Regions from separate parts of the Mus musculus genome. Here region 1 is linked to region 2. Evidence: chromatin contacts called from public promoter capture Hi-C data. All regions are on one chromosome and are shown on one strand. The core of a region is the stretch at or near the end of the contact, and the rest is flanking DNA. Distances in the headings are between cores, read along the strand shown. Region 1 has its middle 73 kb from the start of Gm30668. Region 2 holds the start of Grin2a (glutamate receptor, ionotropic, NMDA2A (epsilon 1)).

The links. Promoter capture Hi-C pulls out the DNA fragments that hold promoters and counts their contacts.
Region 1: a contact with region 2 is called in a promoter capture Hi-C map of hippocampal neurons, with 4 times the contacts expected there. The contact joins the enhancer-like site here to the promoter of Grin2a in region 2. A contact is called at or near these places in 2 of 39 promoter capture datasets (hippocampal neurons and stem cell-derived epiblast-like cells), 5 of 484 Hi-C or Micro-C datasets (cortical neurons, embryonic stem cells, forebrain and 1 more) and 1 of 115 datasets of contacts at active chromatin or transcription factors (neural progenitor cells).

What each region holds. Positions count from the first base shown.
Region 1 is chr16:10,075,969-10,082,926 of GRCm38.p6, forward strand. No RefSeq gene overlaps it. Among named protein-coding and RNA genes, the nearest start is that of Gm30668, 73 kb to the left of the region's middle. Within about 2 kb of position 4,218, at least 4 of the 459 cell types and tissues checked have an H3K27ac peak or open chromatin away from gene starts, as enhancers often do. A contact at or near this core is called in hippocampal neurons, where this site is marked.
Region 2 is chr16:9,993,356-10,000,215 of GRCm38.p6, forward strand. It overlaps Grin2a (glutamate receptor, ionotropic, NMDA2A (epsilon 1)), which reads right to left and starts at 2,458. Exons shown (of 14, transcript NM_008170.4): 1 at 1,468-2,458; 2 at 704-894. Gm30668 (a long non-coding RNA gene) reads right to left here. Exons shown (of 3, transcript XR_384651.2): 3 at 3,854-4,095.

The DNA.
Region 1 (6,958 bases), core at 2,968-5,467, 84 kb after region 2:
GTATGTGTTAGTGTTCACATGTGACATTCACATGTTGAATGTCCTGCTCTGTGTATGTGTTAGTGTTCACATATGACATGCACAGGCTAGATGTCCTGCTCTGTGTATGTGTTAGTGTTCACATGTGACATTCACATGTTGGATGTCCTGCTCTGTGTATGTGTTAGTGTTCACATGTGACATGCACAGGCTGGATGTCCTGCTCTGTGTATGTGTTAGTGTTCACATATGACATGCACAGGCTGGATGCCCTGCTCTGTGTATGTGTTAGTGTTCACATGTGACATTCACAGGCTGGATGTCCTGCTCTGTGTATGTGTTAGTGTTCACATGTGACATGCACAGGCTGGATGTCCTGCTCTGTGTATGTGTTAGTGTTCACATGTGACATTCACATGTTGGATGTCCTGCTCTGTGTATGTGTTAGTGTTCACATGTGACATGCACAGGCTGGATGCCCTGCTCTGTGTATGTGTTAGTGTTCACATGTGACATGCCCAGGCTGGATGTCCTGCTCTGTGTATGTGTTAGTGTTCACATGTGACATGCACAGGCTGGATGTCCTGCTCTGTCACTCTCTCCCTTATTCCCTCAACAGAGTCTCTCACTGAACCCGAAGCTAGTCTGGCAGCCAGAAAGTCCAATGGCCTCCTGTGCCTGCTCCCACAGAGGTGGAGTACGGGGTGTGCTGTCACTCCCAGCTTTTTCCTGATGCTGAGGATTAGAACTCAGTTTCTCATGCTTGTTCAGCAAGCACATTGACCCACTGAGCCACCTCCCTGGTCTCCCTAAGACATATCTTGTTGGAATTTGGTGAGTGTGTCACATGGAGCAAACTTACTTCTCTGTCATACAGAGTGTTCATTACAGAAGTTCTACATAGCATGATTTCCCCTGCAAGAACAAGTAAGAATATTTCTAATCTGAAAGCATGAATTCTCCCTTTCACTGTGGTGAGTAACTGGCAGCTGGAGCTGGTCTTAAGAAACGCTTTTAAGGGATCCAGAAACCTCCAAAGCCTCTAGAGTTGTCAAACACCTGTGGATCACCCTGTTGACTAATCAGGATCTCCAAGAACAGCTGACTATAATAAATAGGATAAACAATTTAGCAAACTGACTTTTAAAGCAAGTACAAGAACAATTTGTAGACCATTAACAAATTAACAAATATCAGCTAAACTGAAGAGCATTGATTTGTGCAAGTTCCATCTTTGTTTACATGTTCATTAGCCACTGCCTGATGTGAGCCAAACATCAAATGCCGTGGGCAATCTTGAGTGCACCCAAGGACCCTGAAAAGTTTACATCAGTATTCCTGTTTTATGGATGAGCTACCTAAGGTACAGTTCAGTGGCCATCTTTTCTGAACCAAAAAGTGATAAACAACATTATACTGATAGAAGCAATGACACAGGCTAAGCATGTCACTCAGCTGGCAGAGTGTTTACCTATCATGCAAGAGGTCCTGGGTCTGAACTTAGCATGGAGGTGTATACATCTGTGAACCCAGCACTGAAAGGTGCCGGCTGGTAGGGAGATCAGAATTCCAAAGTCATCCTCAATTACTTAGGTAGTTCAAGAGGAGCCTGAAGTACATGAGGCCTTGTTTCAAAAAAGGAAGGCCAGGCCCGTGGCACGTGCTTTAAATTTCAGCACTTGGGAGGCAAAAGCAGACAGATCTCTGTGAATTCAAGCCCAGCCTAGTATACAAAATGAGTTGTAGGTCAGAGACGGTTACACAGTGAGACCTTCTCTCTGAGAAAGAGAAAGAGAGACAGACAGACATGGAGGGAGAGACAGAGGAAGAGAAAGAAAATCAATGGCATGGAACAGGACTCATCCTATGGAAAGTCTCAGAAAAATCCAGAACATGCAAAATTCTCTGGTATGTTGGGCTGGAGAGATGGCTCAGCGGTTAAGGAGTTGCTCTTCCGGAGGACCTGGTTTCAATTCCCGGCGCAGATGTGGTGGATCATAACCATCTGCAGCTTCAGTTCCAGAGGAATCAATGCTGTCTGTGGCACAAGATACAGCGACATATATGCAGGCAAAACACTCATACAGATAAAATAAAATACGTCTCTTTAATTCCCTGATATCAAAGGGAACTCACTTTCCAAAAGCAAGAAAATTAACATTTGCACTCACTGGATCCTCCGAGCGCACGCAGATGCATGGTGCCCCATATCCAGAGAGTTCATCGTTCTATTTTGCATCTATTCAACACATTCTTATAGCTCCCATGGTGCGTCATCTTGATTCTTCCCTTGATTGGACCAAGAAGTGCCTAGGAGACTAATAAAGCGCACATCCGTGTGTGTCTCAGGACCTTTCCAGGGAGGATTAAGTAAGGGAGAGAGAGCTGCATGGGTGTGGGTGGCTACATCCCATAGGTTGGGAAGTCCAGAGGGGACAAAAGGTAACAAAGGAGAAGGCACATTGCCTTTGAGTTTCCATTGCTGTAAGGAAACCAAGGCATCTCTTACAAAGGACAACATTTACAGTTTCAAAGACTCAGTTCATTATCATCAAGGTGGGAGCATGGCAGCATCCAGGCAGGCATGGTGTGGGAGGAGCTGCGAGTTATATATCTTGTTCCAAAGGCAAACAGAAGACTGGCTTCCATGTGGCTAAGAAGCTTTCAAGGCCCATCCCCCACAGTGACATTCTTCCCCCAACAAGGTCATACCTATTCCAACAAGGCCATACTTCCTAATAGTGCTACTCCCTGGGCCAAGAATATTCAAACCATTCACACACTGTGGTGGTTTGAATGAGAAACCCCCATTTGTTCAGGTTTTGGACACTCAGACACAACATTTAATTGGAACCTTTGCAGCATGCTGCCTTGCTGGAGGAAGTATGTCACTGGGGTTGGCCTTGAGTGTTTATGGTTTGCTCTCTGTTCTGTGCTCTGAGTAAATGGGGCCTCTCAGCCTCCTGCCCTGACACCTGCTGCAATATTCACCTTGCTCTGCCATATGGATTCTCCCTCTGAAACTGTAAGCCCAGCCAAACTCATTCTTCCTTAAGTTGTCTTAAGGAAAAATAAAACCTTCCTCCTTTAAGCTGCCCCCCCCTGGATATCGCATCACAGGATCAAGAAGCCTGACTAGCACAGCTCCTGCAGGTCACTTGTTATTTAGGGAACTGGAGATCTATTGATGAGCTGAGAAGACAACATTGTCCCAAAGATGCATTTCCTCATAGGGACCAGGATCACCCAACCTCCTGTAGCTGCACTCACAATCTCATAGGGCATCACCCCTCCGTAGAGCTCCGAGTATAAATTGCTTGAGATCAAACGTATTCAAGGCAAGGGGTCCAATTCCATAGTGTCTAGGGGCAGAGTCATCTAATGAGATGAGAGGTCAATCAAAATCATTAGAAAGTGGTCTTGAGGCAATGGCTGGTAACATGCTTGCCACACAAGCATTAGAATCCATGTTTGGTGCTCAGAATCCACATTTCTTCAAACTAAGAAAGACTTCTCAAAAGTTACTACTAATAGGTTGTCTTAGTTATGGTTTTACTGCTGTGAACAGACACCATTTGATGAAGTCAAGTCTTAAGGACAACATTTAATTGGGACTGGCTTACAGGTTCAGAGGTTCAGTACACTATCATTAAAGCAGGAGCATGGCAGCATCCAGGCAGGCAGGGTGCAGGAAGAGATGAGAGAGTTCTACATCTTTACCTGAAGGCTGCTAATGGAAGACTGACTTCCAGGCAGGTACAATGAGGGTCTTAAAGCTCATGCCCACAGTAACACACCTATTCTAACAAGGCCACACCTCCAAATAGTGCCACTCCCTGGGCTTTGAACACCAAGTACGTATGGCTGACTTCTTCATTCACGAGCCTCCCTCATTCCTCTCTGGTTCAGGCTGGGGACATCCCACACCTGCTTGGCCACTCCTCAGTGTAGGGTCACAGGCTTTGCAGTCTCTGAAAGCCTCAGGCACACCCCCAGATTGCCCAGTCTTTTGTATATTCCTTTGGACCAGCTTTCTGCATCTTCCTGCTTCCCTCATTAATAAGTCAAATGGAATTCTGGCACAATTATGGTGCCTTTGTATAAAAGTATGCTTCATAACATTTTGAGAATTGCATTTGAACAATCATTATAAAAAATATGGTAATCCCCGCCCTCTCCTGTATATTACATTTTGTTCTTTCCAGATGGCTTATGGGAAGAAAAGTTATAAAAGCCGTGACTCACTGCCTCTCAACCAAAGTAAAGCTGGAAGGGAATGTTTCCACCAGACTCTGAAAGCCAGCATCAAGTCACCAGGGGCTCCGCATCTAAAACGCGTTCAGTAGAATCTACCTGGCCTACCTAAAGTGTTTGGGAATGGAGAAGGCACCATGGAGATATTTGTTTCAGTCTATGTAATTAGAGGATAAAAACGGGAAGATTCAAGCCCCAAACTGACTGCTCCAGGAGGTGATGACTCACACCCATCATTGGGAATTCGTTGATCAATCCAAAACTAACTCTGAGCAATTAGGCAGCTCCATCTGACAGACCCGGCTCTTCTATAACAGGATGCAAGTTTGTGTCTTACATATGCTTTTCAATTCTGTTTGTAGGTTCAGTTTAGTGTTTCACAAGTTAAACTTGACAAGGCAACTCTCTGTGCCAAGAAAGTTTTTGAAGGAAATATCACACACACATGCCCCATGAAACCTACTTGAAATTTTTTGAAAGTGATAGAGAACTTTTTTTAAGTTACATTTATTGGAGGCAGGGAGACCTTTGTGATTTATCACACAGACGTAGAGGTCGGAAGACGCCTTGCCTGAATCACAGCTCTCTTGCACTGTTTGCATCCTGGGACTCGAACCGAAGTTATCAAGCTTGGCAGCAAACTTCCTTACTCATAAGCCATCCTAATGACCCGAGAACTGTTTTCTACCTTTTAAAGATAGAGTTTTATGAAGCCCAGACTGCTCTTGAGTTTGTTAATGTAGCTGAAGATGACCTTGAACTTCCGCGCATCTTAATGAAGCCAGCTAGAGAGACAAAGAAAACTGGGAGAGGGGGTAGTGTAGGGAGAGAAAAAAGTTCCTCGTCCTGGCATCTGGTTGAAGCTTTGAAGCTTTTTGCCACCTGAGAATAATGAATGCAAACATAACTACCATTGGCAGCAGATGGTCCCTTTATAGGAACAGTATTTCTTTTACCTGAGTTGTTCAGATACAATGTTAAAATAGCAATGGTCTACGCTCAACGGCCTGAGTGTACAGGACCACACATAGCTTTGTCCTTTCCCAGCTGTAAACCTGAAACTTTCTAGGAATGCTGTAAACCTGAAACTTTCTAGGAATCTCACAAGAAGCCCCACTTACAGCCAAAGCCCCAGTGACCTCCTGAGCCACATAACCGTCTGCAAGCTCCTCTGGACCACGCTAGGCTCCAGTTTATCAAGCAAAGCCTCTGGAGCCACTAAAGCGCCCGTATGCTGTGAAGACTCTGGAGAAGCGCGCACCCACGCCCAACTTCCTGGACTCTTTCCCCTGCGCTGCTCTGACGAGCTTCTTGCTTCAACCTGTACTCAAAACTCTTCCTGATAAATTCCGGCTCTGCTTCACACCAGCTCATCCTGAAACGCTTTTCTGTGGCAAAGTCAGGGATCTCAGTTTCACCTGAGCAGAGATCTCTGAAGAGAGTCCCTCAGGTGTAGCAGGCAGTAGCACACAGCCTTGCCTCTCCTCAGCCCCGCTGCCTCTGACATCGGATGGCAGGCATGGCCCACAATGACTCCCCCGGGCAAAGAGAACTTTTCCCAGCTTGATTTTATTTTATTTTATTTTATTTTATTTTATTTTATTTTATTTTATTTTTCAGACAGTCTTAAGCACACCATGCTGGCCTCAATCTCACTGTGTAGCTAAGGCTGACCTTAAGCTTTTGACCCTATTAGTCTCCTCCTCCTGAATTCCATACAGCCAGTTTGCACAGCTGGAGATTGAACCCAGTGGCTAGGAAGACACCTCTGTCGGAAACTGCTTGCATTGCATCCATGAGTTTCACCACCGGAAGTCAGATGTGGAAGCTCTTGCTTATAGTCTCAGCATCTGGGAGGCAGAGACAGGCAGAAAAAGATGGATCTCTAGGGCTCAGTGGCCAGAGCAGTCAAGTCTATCTGATGAGTTCAGGCCACTGAGAGATGCTGTTTCAAAAACAAACACCCCAGGAATGATACCCCAGGTTGTTCTTCAGCCTCAATATGCACACACAGTCCTATGTGTGTGGACATAACATGTGTGTGCACGCACACGCACACAGAGCAGACAGACAGACAGACAATGAAAGTGAACTAATAGTGACAATATTTCAGGCTTTTCATCTAATAAATATTTTTGATCATCTGCCATGTGTTATTACGGTACTAGCATAATAATATACACTGTGCACATGTCTCTCAAAGGCTCACAAGCCCTGCGCTGGCATTATTAAGAGGTGGTGGAGGGGATATTCTGCTATACTCATAGGATCAGTGCCTAGCTCCGTCGTCATCATAGAGGCTTCCTCCAGCAGCTGTTGGGAGCAGGTGCAGAGACCCACAGCCAGACATTAGGTGGAGCTCAGGAAACCCAGCAAAGAGGGGGATGAAGGGCTGTAGAAACCAGGGGGCTTGAGGACACCAGCAGACCTCACAGAATCAGCTACACAGTGTTCATAGGGGCTCACAGAGACTGAAGTAGCAATCAAGGAGCACTAGGACCTCTGCGTGCATTGCTATGGTTGTTTAGCTTGGGTTTTTTGTGGAGGTGGGGAGTCTCCAGCTCTTTGTCTGTAATGGGACAGACCTTTTACCTCTGACTGAGTTGCCTTGTCCAGACTTGATAATAAGGGTTTATGCCTAATCTTGCTGCATCTTGTTGTGCATGTTCTGTTGCTATCCCTGGGAGGCCTGCTCTTTTCTGAAGGAAAATGGAGGAGCAGTGGC
Region 2 (6,860 bases), core at 1,208-3,707:
CCCCTACACACGGGTACGCACAAGCAACATACAATCTCATGCCGTGTGAAATGCTGAATTCTGGAGAGTAGGAGCTCTGCCTTCCACCCCCACCCTAACACCCCGCAAGTGGGCCAGCGCGTGGGAGCTGGCAAAGAACGTGCGGGGGTGGGGGTAGGCTCCCAAAAAGCTCTCAGATAGATGAGGAGTGTGCATCCCCTCCTCAGTCTTTCCACTGCAGACCCTGGAGCCAAATCTTAGATGCACGTGGGCAGTGGGCTGCACACGCTAACAGACACGCGCGCTTTTCTGCGCATATCCCCAGGCCGCCTTAGAGATGCCCACGGCCAGCTGGAGCCTTCAAACGTCCTCAGACGGTGTGCACACAAGCACTGTGCCAGGTGCACAACAGTGCTTGCCTGAAAATGCCTGTACGGTCGTGCACGCGTGTACAAGCGCGCGCCCTTCGGCTCGGGTGTTGTTGCACCCCGGGGGAAGTTGGGGCAAACTCCAGCCTTGGCTTTTTAGGGTGAGCAAGGTGGAGTGCAGGGCCGCAGCGCCACCTGGTGCTCCTCCAACGCCTCGCCATTGGGCTCTCCCTCTCCAGTTTTCTCTCCCTCGCTCTTTTCCCCCCATCTCCCTACTGAACCCTCTCCTCTCTCTTCACCGGTTGAGCCTATATCCTCCCAGGCCCGGGAAGTCCGTATCACCAACTAGGACGTACCTGTAGCCGGAGAAGGTGGAGGATGCAATGGGGCGTGCTGCGCGCACGAGCATCTCGGCCGCCTCAGCAGCCACCAGGTTTAGCGGGTTCCCGCATGCTGCGGCCCCTGCGTGCTCCCCTGGCTGTCCCGCGCTGTCCGCATCACCCCCACGGGGGGCGGCTATCCCAGCCGGAGGCTCTGCAGCAGGGCTCTAACCGGGGCGGAGGAGAGATGGAGAGGCAGGGTCAGCCCACCAGTGCTAAGGGAAGGTGGGGGGAGGGATGCAGTCTGCAGTGCTCACAGCCCCCTTATGCACCCTGGGGGCTCGACCAGAGAGGGAGCTGGAGCTTGGTGCCTATGACACCCTCGGTGCGGGTCTTCACTTCCTGTGGCTGATAACCAGAGCTCCTTTCAGGGACGCACCGGAGAGTGGAAGCCCCAGGTTGGCCACCCACGAGAAGCTTAGTGGGAACCTCCACCCTCACCCCCTACCACCACCTCGGCGCCCGGCTACTGGGAGTTGTGCGACCAGGAGCTGCTGAGCCTGGGGTGGGGGGTGGGGGGCAGGAAAGGAGGGGGCGCTGGCTGAGTTTGCTATGAGCCGGGAGGAGAAGAGGGGGAGGGAAGGACGCGGGCTCCCGCGGTCCCGGATCCCCGAGGGAGGTGTGATCACTCCCACGTAGCGACCCTCTTGTGCGTCCTGCCGCCCCCTCCTATCCATACCTTCCCCCCACCAGCTTCTCACAGGGCCCTCCCAGGCTCGGCGTCCCGCGCCAGCACTCACCGCAGCCTCTCTCCACATAGTTCTCAGCAGTGGCCACCCCTGGTCATCTCCAGGGCTGATTGCTGCCGCCGCGACTCTCAGAGCTCATCCGGCCCCATGCTCAGGCACAGCACCCCAGGAGCCTCTCTCCTAGAGCCCTGGCTCAGCTTTATGCTCCACTCCGGACAGCGGCTGCCAGGTCCTCTGAGCGCGCCTGGACACCCTCTCCGCAGTCCTGCTCCTGCTTGGCGTGCGTGAGTGTGTGAGTGTGTGTGTGTGAGTGAGTGTGGGAGCGCGCGCGCGCGTGTGGCCGGGGATCCCCGCGGTCCCTGGCGGAGAAGGGCGCAGGCAGAGGACCGCAGCTCCCTCCTGGCCCTTTCGCTGAAGGGCCAGCTCCGAGCTGGGCGTTCGGTTCCTCACTTGGTCAGCGGGAGCCCAGGAAAGAGCCTGGCCACCGCGGTTCACAACACTGGAGAAGCCAGGATCCTAGGGCACGCTTCTGCTGCGGTCGCCTAGGAGGATAGAGGAAAGCAGAGGCGCCCACCACAGCAACTTAGGACTTGTTCTCAGCCAGCGAGACGCAACGCAGCAACCCCCGCGCAATCCGACGTTGTTTGGAGCTCTGGTCCGCCTGCAGCCGCCCACCCCGGAGGCGGGCCAAGGCAGACCCCGCAGTCCCTAGGCGGCGACGCGGAGCGCGGCCACCCTCTTCTGGAGCGCACGGCGGCAGCGGAACAAGGCCGACCTAGGTGTCTGGCTGGTGACGGGGGGAGCTTGCGGTGGCGCGCAACCTTGGTGCTGAAACCACGCTCTCCGCCCGCTCCCGGGCGTCTGGTGCTGCTGAAGAATCAATTATTCAGATCTCTGCTACGGATTCCTCCTCCTCCAGTGCCTGGCGCTGGGTGCAGCAATCTCTGTTCCACGCAAGGCACGCCGACACGCACACACCCGCCCAGGATGCTTCTCTCAATGCCTCACCACCCTGATATGGGAACCCACTCTGATGTCAGAGAGCCGGGAGCTTAAAATCAGAAACATATATACTCTCTCCAAGCACAGACACGCGTGCGCGCGCGCATACACACACATACACACACAGACGCGCACCCACAGACACACATACACACTTGCTGCTTCCTTCTCTAAGTTGTTCGAGACAAAACGTAACCCTGTGGTTGCCTCTTCTAAGTCACCAGAACGGATAAGCCAAGAGCCTGGGGCTAACTGGCTGTGAAAACTGACTGGCTCCAATTCTAGCAGCTGGGCATGAGGCTCCTTGTTAGATGTCTACATTTGACCTTTGTACGGTCAGTCACTTGAATCCCAACACCTGTCTCTGCCTTTCTTCCCTTCCCTTGATGCCTCATGTCACCTGGATGTTTATGCTCCAAATGCATATGTTAAAATCCTAAGTATTAAGAGTACTGGCCTCCACAGTGATTAAGTCATAAGAATAGAATTGCATCCGGATCTTTATTTAAAAAAAAAAAAAAAAATCTCAGAGAGCTAGCCAGCTAGCCGGCTAGCCAGCTCCTAGCCCAGCCAGAAGCTGCCCCTAACAAACACAGAGCCTACTTCACCTTGTTCAGAGAACCAACTGTAAGAAACTTCTTGGACTCCTATACTGAGTAGTAGCTTTTGTTATTGCAGGTCTGCCAAACTCAGGAGTCACCCTCCTCCTTTAATGACTGATAATCTGAAAAAGCAGGCGAGCAACAGCAGTAAAAATAAATAAATAAATAAATAAATAAATAAATAAATAAATGCCATTTCTCAGGGTTATTTTGCAATAAAAAGACAATGGTCAAAGATTTAACAAAACCTGACACGTAGTAGGTACCCAAGAAAAAATGAGAGCCCTCTAAAGTAACTCATCCAGGGGGGATCGATATGGCTACAGAAAGGAGCCCCTGGTCCTGGAGACCCGTGGGTTTATTGTGGAGCTGATGTTGTGTGTGGAATACCCTGGGGTTTTACACAAAAGAAAACAAGGAAGCAGACAGAATCTGGACGGTAAAGGAAAAGGGGATGGGGGTGGGCAATGTGATACAACAGAGGCAGAAACTGGAGCAATGGTCCATTTACTGGGGCTGTGAATGGGCTGGACTGAGCCGGGCTAAGCTGGGCCTCTCTCTTGCATGGATATCATGCAAGACTCTGACCTGAGAACTTGAGAATGTTACACTGCCTTAGCTCAGATAAATGCACACCTGCAGCCCCAGCTACTAAGGAGGCTGTGCAGCCTAGGCAGAGCAAGCCCCATCTTTAAAAGCTATCTAGAGAACAAGCAAAGGCCTGAAACATAAATCATAAAGAATGAACACAGTGGGAAAACCAGGCCTAGTGGTGTGGCCAATGTGGCGACCGGGGTGGGGAAATCAAGTGCAGGGTACCCACGGGCAGCAGAGTGAGTTCAAGGCCAGCATGGGCAATTTATTGAGACCTTGCCTCAGAGTGAAAAGTGAAACCAAGGCTAAAGAGGGGGCTCCAGTGGCAGAAACTGTAATCTTGACTTCAAATGCCACATAGTAGCTGTGTTCCTTCTGTTGGCTGCACACAAATGCAACTCAGTGGTCACTGCATTGTTCACTGGCTTGTTCTCTAATGACAATGGATGGCTCAGAGTCTCACCCTTCTCTCTTCAAGTGCCTGGAGAAAAAACAAAAGCCTTTTTTATTCTCTTCTCTTCTTTTCTTTTCTTTCTTTCTTTTCTTTTTTTTCTTTCTTTTTCTTTCCTTCTTTCTTTCTTTCTTTCTTTTTGTACTTTTAAAAAGATTTATTTATGGGAAGAGAGTGTCACATGCCATGCCATGTGGAGGTCACAGGGCAATTTTCAGAAATCATTTGCTCCTTGCACCTTGCCGAGGCGGGGTCTGTCTTGTACTGTGCTGCTGTGTATCTTAGTCTGGCTGTCAGCTAAGCTTCCAGGGGCTACTTTTGTGTCTGCCTCCCATCTCACAGGAAAAGTGTTAATATTCCAGGTTCATACCACCATATCTGCCTTTTTACATTGGTTCCAAGGACAGAACTTGAGTTGTTAGGCTTGTGCGGTTGTGTGGTTAGTAATTTTTCCCATGGGACCATGTCTTTGGTCCCTGTTTATTTGCAATTACTGGATTGCTAGCTTTCTGTACAAATAAACACATTGGTGCCCAGTCTTCTCTAATAAACAGATGTGAGCTGTAGACTGTGGGGCTTTTAAATTTAGCATGCTGGGCTAGAGAGATGGCTCAGCCTCTTCTAGAAGACAGGGGTTCAGTTCCTGGCACCCATGGAAGGCAGCTCTCAATCACATTTAATGACAACTCCAGAGGGTCTAATGCCCTCTTCTGGCCTTCATGGGCATTGCACTCAGGAACACAAACCCACAACCAATATACACAAAATTTAAAGTAAAAATTTAAAATAAAAAAAACTTTAAAAAATATTCATGCTTACCTTATTCTATCAGAACACCAGATGTGGGGCCACAAACACATATTTTTGTTTTTGTTTTATTTTATTTAGGTTTTTTGGGTTTGAGTTTGGTTTTTGAGATGAAGTCTCTCTGGGCGTTGGTGGCGCACGCCTTTAATCCCAGCACTTGGGAGGCAGAGGCAGACGAATTTCTGGGTTTGAGGCCAACCTGGTCTACAGAGTGAGTTCCAGGACAGCCAGGGCTACACAGAGAAACCCTGCTCAAAAAAAAAAGAAGAAAAAGAAAAAGAAAAAGAAAAAGAAAAAGAAAAAGAAGAAAGGAAGGAAGGAAGGAAGGAAGGAAGGAAGGAAGGAAGGAAGGAAGGAAGAGAAAGAGATGAAGCCTCATGTATCTCAAGCTGGCCTAGAACTCACAGATATAATTGAGGATGCCCTTGAACTTATGGCCCTCCTATTCACACCTCTCAAGTGTTCAGATTACAAGTGCATGTGCCACCACATCTGGTTTATGTAAGGCTAGGGCTTAAACATGGGGTTCTGTGATGCTGGGTAAGCATTCGACCGATTGAGCTCCACTTCAACCATACTTTTATTTAATTTGATTGTTGTGGCCATGCAATCTTTACAGATGTAATGGAACCCAGGACATTATTGTAACACATGTTATTTCATAAGCTGATCAAATTAACTAACTAGAATTCTCCTCTCCCTAGCACTTCTCCATGTTTGGAACCTCCAGGCTCCTGTCTTTGGTGTCTGCATGAAGTGTGTAGCAGGTTACTCTGAACTACAGTAGCCCCTCCACTTTATAGCTCCAGAACATAGTTTTCTACCCAAGCGTGTCTGGGTTCCCATTTACCTGCTTTACCTTCTATCTTTCCCACCTCCTAACTACTCATGACAAATTTTTGCCTCTATGTATGGTAAAGAACATGCAGTCATTGTCTTCTGTGTCTGGCTTATTTGATATAATGTAATGTCCTCCAGTCCCCTCCATTTGGCTACAAATGACCAAATCTTATCCTTCTTTGTGGACAAATACTGCTCTGCTGTTTATCTGTGCCACAGTCTCTTTTCGGCCACTGGTGGACATCTGGGTTGATTCCACATCTTAGCAGTTGTGAACAGAGGTTGAAGAAATTGGAGTTACATCTGGGATGACCCTGATGCTATCCTCACATGTTCCTCTCTCATCATCAGTGCTGAGCCTAGAACTGAGTTTTATTTGTTAAAAACTAAAGGGCTGGTGTCTAACTTGTAAAAGATTGAATTGAATACATGCTGTCCCTTGTAAATAAAGGAAGATGACAATTATCCAAAGAAACAGCCTGTGTCTAAAGCCACAAAAGCTGACATTTCCTGGAGTCAGGCATCTCACTGGTGCAAGAGATGCCTTGGGTCAGGCACTGAAACTCCTCCACACACACTTGACACGGTTATGGGCTCATGAGGACCTGACCCTGTGCTACACTACAAAGCTAGCTCACTCCAAGCTTAAGGAGGCAAGTCAGATTCTGATGGAAGGAAGGCTGCCTTCACAGGAGCCATCCTCACCAAGGCTGGGAACAATGAAGAGGGGAGGGGATGGGAGGGGAGGGGAGGGGAGGGGAGAGGAGAGGAGAGGAGGGGAGGGGAGGGGAGGGGGGAGGGGAGGGGAGGGGAGGGGAGGGGAGGGGAGGGGAGGGGAGGGGAGGAGAGGAGAGGAGAGGAGAGGAGAGGAGAGGAGAGGAGAGGAGAGGAGTCAAAAAGGGCATGATGGACACTTTCATGTCAACTTGACACAAGCTAGAGTTGACAGAGAGGGGGAGATCTCAACTGAGAAAAAGTCTGGCTGTGGGCCAGCCTGTAGGGCATTTTCTTAACTAGTGATTGATGGGGAAGGGCCAAGCCCATTGTGGGCGGTGCCATCCCTGGGTTGGTGGTCCTAGGTTCTATAAGGAAGCCGGCTGAGCAAGCCATGAGGAGCACGTCAGTAAGCAGCAGTCTCCCTGGCCTCT